Linked DNA regions of Sus scrofa: region 2 is linked to region 1. Evidence: chromatin contacts called from public promoter capture Hi-C data. All regions are on one chromosome and are shown on one strand. The core of a region is the stretch at or near the end of the contact, and the rest is flanking DNA. Distances in the headings are between cores, read along the strand shown. Region 1 overlaps SMAD1 (SMAD family member 1). Region 2 holds the start of SMAD1 (SMAD family member 1).

What was found. Promoter capture Hi-C pulls out the DNA fragments that hold promoters and counts their contacts.
Region 2: a contact with region 1 is called in a promoter capture Hi-C map of liver, with 4 times the contacts expected there. The contact joins the promoter of SMAD1 here to the enhancer-like site in region 1. A contact is called at or near these places in 1 of 5 promoter capture datasets (liver), 8 of 47 Hi-C or Micro-C datasets (alveolar macrophages, fetal heart ventricle, fetal skeletal muscle and 5 more) and 1 of 2 datasets of contacts at active chromatin or transcription factors (skeletal muscle).

The regions. Positions count from the first base shown.
Region 1 is chr8:82,928,023-82,931,224 of Sscrofa11.1, forward strand. All of the region lies in intron 2 of SMAD1 (SMAD family member 1), which reads right to left. All of the region lies in intron 6 of LOC102165892 (a long non-coding RNA gene), which reads left to right. Among named protein-coding and RNA genes, the nearest start is that of SMAD1, 58 kb to the right of the region's middle. Within about 2 kb of position 1,484, at least 20 of the 83 cell types and tissues checked have an H3K27ac peak or open chromatin away from gene starts, as enhancers often do. A contact at or near this core is called in liver and skeletal muscle, where this site is marked.
Region 2 is chr8:82,986,142-82,989,343 of Sscrofa11.1, forward strand. It overlaps SMAD1 (SMAD family member 1), which reads right to left and starts at 1,768. Exons shown (of 7, transcript NM_213965.1): 1 at 1,585-1,768.

The DNA.
Region 1 (3,202 bases), core at 234-2,733:
GTTGGAATCGTTAACTGCTGAGCCATGAAGAAAACTTCCTCTTTAAGGATCTTAATGTATTTACCCACTTCTCAGTAATCCTTATCACTACCTGATAGGCAAAGGAAGAAACAGGTCATACAACCCACATTTTGCTACCTGAATACCCAAGGTATAAAGGTCCCCAAATGTACACACTGGAAGAGAAGGAAATAAAGCAAGCCATTCTTAAAAGCTCTGCATGTTAGGAACCTAGGAATTAGCAGCTCGCTGGTCCCCAACCCCCAGAAACCTCAGGAGGCAGAGCCACTACAAAGGCAATGATCAAGGAAGGGAAGGGTTGGTAGGGGTTAGTGCCTCAGCCTCTGGCCAGGGTCACCAGGCGGCCCCTCCCAATAATAAAGGTCCTTGGAATGCCTACTGCCCTTATGACCTTGGCAGAAAGAGAAAAACAACTCGTTTGGTAAACAGCATGGGAAGAGATTTAAAATCTGTGATTGTTGTTGGGAGTTACGGACTCAATGTATTTTCCAAAAGAAACCCGTATTTAGTGGCATTAGGAACTAAGTAGATTTTTGAGGGCTTTCCAGGGAATCTATCCATGACTTAGATAATTTCTACAGCAAAAAGTGCTCCTAACACTTGGATTATCACTAATTCATGAGCAGAAAATTGTATAAGTAAAAATGGGTTTTTGAAGGTATTAAAATTTCTCACATGCTGTATCTTAAATCTCCCCAAATCCTGTAGCAATAAGATTTCCCTACTATTTGATCCCTTAGAAACAAATCTTTTCCGTATAAGTGTATTTCATTTCTCACACAGTGATGGAAATCTGTCCAAATCGTCATCAAAAGTATAATTTCTCCCTGTAATGGACAAGAATCTGAAAAAGCATACACACATATCTGTCTATCTATATCTGAGACACTTAGCTGTACACCTGAAACTTAACAGAACATGGTAAATCAACTATACTTCAATTAAAAAAAAAAAAGAAAACCCTAAGGGAATAAAGGCATAATTCCTCCTTATACACTTGTTTTGTTGATGAAAGAGTTCCCAATAGTCACAAAGTTTCCCCAACACCATAGAACTCTATATTCCAAAAATAAACACATGCTCTGAAATAGTACAGTATCTTTAAATTACCTCCGTAATCAAACGTTCTCTTTTTCTTTCTGTTGTCGCAGCCTGTTACCACTTCCAGCTTGCCTTTTATGGTCAGCTAGCTCTAGCCCCCATTCTGACCCGCACCTTTAAAAGGCCGAAAACAGAGGCCTCTAGACCCCGCCCACCAACTGCAGCGCCAGACAGCAACTCAAGTCAACTCTCCATCTCCCCCCCCACCCCACCCCCGCTACGACCCCCTTACTGAAGCCCCTGTTTTAGTAATTCCTACTGCCCAAGAGAGTTTTCAAAATGGGAATTTACTTCCTTTCCTTGCCTGCAGATGACAGCGGCAGCAGGGGGCAGTGTATTTCTGCACACTCCGCACATGTGTTCCCGGGTAACTGCTGTGGTGTGCAGTGGTCTGGCTCTAAAGCACAGGGCTGCCCTTAGTGTACACTCTGGGGGAGCTCAGTCAGCTTTTGTACATGACCCGGGAAGTTAGCCACCAACTCCAACAACTTAGCCCTCTATACCGGAGCCGGACAAGAGCAATACCTTTTTGCTCACCTCTGCTGATTAATATGAGATGATTCTGCCACTGCTGATATAGGGACAGGCATATTTTAATGAACTTCAACAAGGTATTGAGGGGAGATGCTCTGTGGCTCAGTGGGTTAAGGACCCAGCGTTGTCACTACTGTGGCTTGGGTTCGATCCCTGGCCCAGAAAATTCCACATGCCATGGGCACTTCCTAATTTGTCTTTTGACTTTGCTTATGTGCAAATTTATTTTTTTTTGATAGTCAAGTTTATCAATATTTTCTTTTATTGAATATGGATTGAGTCCTAGAAAGTCGTCTTCTACACCCAGACTGTAAGGAGGAATTCACCCATGCATTCTTCCAGTACATATAAAGTTTCATATTTTATTTAAATCTTGGATCCTTTTGGAGTTCAGCTTACTCACAGTATTAGGAATAGATCTAGGAGTTCCCATCGTGGTGCAGCGGAAACGACTCTGACTAGGAACCATGAAGTTGCAGGTTTGATCCCTAGCCTCAATCAGTGGGTTAAGGATCAGGCGTTGTGAGCTGTGGTGTAGGTCGCAGACTTGGCTCAGATCTGGCGTTGCTGTGGCTGTGGTGTAGGCCGGAGGCTATAGCTCTGATTAGACCCCTAGCCTGGGAACCTCCATATGCTGCGGGGGTGGCCCTAAAAAGCAAAAAAAAAAAAGGAATAGGTCTATTTTTATCTTTTTCTAAATGGTCAGCCAGTTGCCCTAATACCACTTATTAAAAAACCATTTCTGTCCTAGTGACTGGAGATACCATCTTTCTCACAAATCTCCATATATGTCTGGGTCTATCTGTAGATATTCCATCCCATTCCATTCTAGTCTGTGCCTCAGGATGACTGTTTTCATGATAGAGACTGTGTGGTGTTAACATCTGTAGAGCTAGTCTCCTCTCCCAGTTCTTCCTTTTTAATATTTCGCTCATGGGCTTACTTTTCCATATGAACTTTAGTTATCACCTTGTCAACCTCCAGACAAAAAAAAAAAAAAAAAAAAAAAAAAGATTATAGGTACTTATTTAATTGGGATCCCATTTTATTTATACATTAACTTGGTAAGAATTACTTGATTATGTTAAAATATGCTATTCAAGAACCAGGTAGGTATGTTCAAATCTGTTTCTGCATCTTTCAAGATTGTTCCACAGCTACTCTATTAGTCTGGTAGGCCTGCCCATAACAAAATACCACAGATGGGGTAGTTTAGACAACAAAAATTTATTTACTCAAAGTTCTAGAGGCAAAAGTCTGAGGTTTCTCCTGAGGCCTCTCTTCTTGGCTTGCAGATGGCCACTTTCTCGCTGTGTCTTCTCATAGCTTATTTTCCTGGTGATTCTCTGCATGTCCTAATCTCCTCTTCTTGGAAGGACACCCATGAGTTTAGGGTCCAACCCAATGACCTCATTTTAACATTTTACAGGTCCTATCTCCAAGTACAGCCATATTCTAGGTACTTAGGATTAGGGCCTCAACACATACCTTTGGAGGGGGACACAGTTCAACCCATAATACTGCATGAGGTTTTCAACATTTTTTA
Region 2 (3,202 bases), core at 518-3,017, 58 kb after region 1:
CATCAGAATAACACTGATGCAAAATATTTATACTAACTGAAAATCCTGGGGCGGTGAACATTGATTCTGCCTCAATTCTTCTGAAATCCTGGTTCCAAGACCGCTCACCTACCGCCAATAAAGTGCAAAGGAGTAATTAGAAACAAGACGAAAAATCAACATGGGCAGAAGACAGTTTTCTCACTGTGTTCCTGAATGTGGGCACGTCATCCACGACAGCCAAGGAGAGCGAGATATGCTCTGAAATAAAGGCATTCTGCGATCGAGCTAATCGCGAAGAGTTTCAGCAACGCAAAGGCATACAGAGCTCAGGCAACTTCTGGGATCATTCCATAGACTTTGAAACTTCAGCTGCAATGGCAAAAGAACCTCAGCGGAAAGAAAAAGGCCGGCTGTCAGAGCTCTCACGACAATGGTGCTTTCTCAGGAGACAGTTCTGAGACGCTCCTCGATCTGCAGAAGGGAAAGCGCCTTACTGGGGATCTTGCACGGTGCATTTAAACATCGTCCACGCCTCAAAATAAACAAAAGCCGCAGCTACTGGAGTTGTAAGATCCGGCAGGCATCTGTTCCTCCTCCCTTCCCAAAGTACATCAAGGAAACGCTCTCCCTGGGAAGCCTTCATATGTATTAAGCAACTAGAAAAACAAGCCCACGTCTGTCTCTCTCACACCCACCACCCCCACCTTCCTGCAGAAACAACCCCGAGAAACACTAACAAAGACCATGCGCAGAGTAAATGAACACTTGTTCCACGGCGAACTCACAAATACACATGCAGTGAGGCAATCAAATCCGGGAAAGGGAAAGGAATGAGACGACACTTGGAGACTCGGGGCGCGGGGGGGGGGGGGGGGTAGGCGGAAGAGAAAAAAAAAAATTACGTGCAGCCAAACCTTTGACTAAATTAGAGAGAATTTAGGTGAGAACTTTCCTTGACCTCGACCCTCAAGAGGCTGGCCGGGGCAGAAGAGGGAGCCCGGCCCGAAGCCGGAGGGACGCAGGGCACCGGGTGCCCCCTCGCGCGAGCCCCACTTCGCGGAAAGGACAGCGCCCGCGGCCGCCCTCCGACTCCCGCAGGGGTCGCCCGGCCGGCGCGGGACACAATGGGCCCGGCGGGCCGCGCCGACGGCTCAGGCCCGGCTGCAGGAAGGGAAAGGGAAACGGGCGGAGGGGGGAGGGTGGCCGCCGAGGGCCGGCCGCGGGCAGGGATCGGGGCGAGGCTGGGGGCCAAGGGACGCGGCGTCCCCGCCGGGGACCCAACAAAGACGCAGGGGGCACTCCGGCCCAAGCCCAGCCTGGCTGGCGGAGCGCGAGGGGAGAGAAGGTGGCAGGTTGGTTCCCTAGAGCTGCCGGGAGGCGCCATCATGGGGGGGGGGGGTGCCGGTCCGCCCCACGCGGGGAAGAGCCCCCTCTCCGCCTCAACCGCACCACTGGCCCGGTGCACGACCGCGGCCACCCGGCTGGCCCGCGCCCGCCCCAACCCGAGGCGGTGGCGGCGGCGCTGGAAAGTCCGCGGGGCGCCGAAGGGAGGGCGGGGACGCGGCGGAGGAGAAAGTTGGGTTCGGGTCTGTTTCGTTTTACCGGGTTGGCTGCGCGCCCGTCCGCGCGGGCGCACGAGGTGGCCGGGCGAGCGGGGTCCCCCGCGGCCCCGGTCCGGCCGGCCGGGCGCTGCGCTCGCAGGGTCCCTCCCCGCGCCTCGGCTCGGGCTCAGCGGCTCGGCCTCTCCTTCCTCCTCCCGCCCGCCCGCTCGCTCGCTTGCTCCGGGAGCTTGGATTGATCTGGTCGCGCTGGCGTCAGGGAGTCGGAGCCGCCCAGCCTCCACTCCTCCGCTGCCAATACCGGGCGCACTCGCCCTCCCGCTCCCTCGCTCGCTCACACGCGCACCCGCGCGCGCCGCCGCCGCCGCCGCGCGACCAGGGATCCTCTCCAAATTCCCGGCCCCGCCAGCGCGAGCGCCGGGCCCGCGCCGCCTCCCCCGCCCACCGCCCCGCTGATTCCTAGGAATCGAAACGGCTGTCCCTGCCTCCTCTGGTCCCCGTGAAGCCAACTCAGCCTTACCTGCAAGGGAAGTTCCGCGTTCTATGTTTATTTTCCGAAACATTTGGCCACCCCGCCCACCGAATCGCATTTTAAACATAGAGTGCATTTTTGATCATCACCTTTCGAGCCTCGCCTTTTAGGTCTAGTTTTCCTTGCCCCTCACTCCTCAAAGATTTGCAAGCCCCAGAAGTTGCACGTACTGAAAACTGGATAACCTAGTAACTATTTCTTGTACTTAGCCCAAACCTTGAATCAATACATGTGTTTGATGCCAGTTTCAGGATCTAGAGATTCCAGTAGTTAACGTCTTTGCTCCAAATGACAGATGCCGCAACAGAACTCTCAATTTTTTGATCCAGGTTCTGCCACCTTTTGGTTGACACCAACTTCCCAAAATAAAACTAAACTAGCTCCCATCCACCTGATCTGCACAGACATTAAAAATGTCTGTTTATGAGAGTTTTTTCTTCTCTTAGCCGGCTCTCTAGAAGCTGGCCTGAAATCTTGGATGATTAGGGTAAGGTTATGTTTAGAGAATAATGATTCTGAGGAGTAAATTTACGTGTTCCAAAAGAACTATTACCATCATTTTTTTTAAGTCAAATTAATGGTATTCTCCAATTGTCATGTACTTTACATGTGCACATTCCATTTTAAATTCTTACTTATTAACCATCTTATTGCTACATCCCATGTTTAATCATTCAAAAGAAATGCAACAGGTCCCCCCAAATACATAAAATACTGTTTATATATAGTCAGACTATGTCTGCTAATTTCTTCGTTCAATTATTTGAGCACTTACAGGTCAATTCTTGGGCCTTGTCTTGTTTCCCCTAAGAACAGCATTTGACAGTTAATTCATTCTCTACCCCTGGCAGCAACAGTTGCAATGAGCCTTGTGAAATGCCACTCCAAACAGGTCACTACTGTGCTCAAACCCTCCTTTGATAAATAGAATGTGCTGTATGCACACAATGGAACACATTCAGTCATAAAAAGGAATGAAGTTCTGACATTCTACGTGGATGAAACTTGCAAACCCTATGCTAAGTGAAAGAAGCTAGACAAAAACCCCACAGACTGTAAGCTTCCATTTATATAAAATATAAATGGAGTTCCCGTAGTTGCTCAGTGATTAATGAAACCGACTATTAAC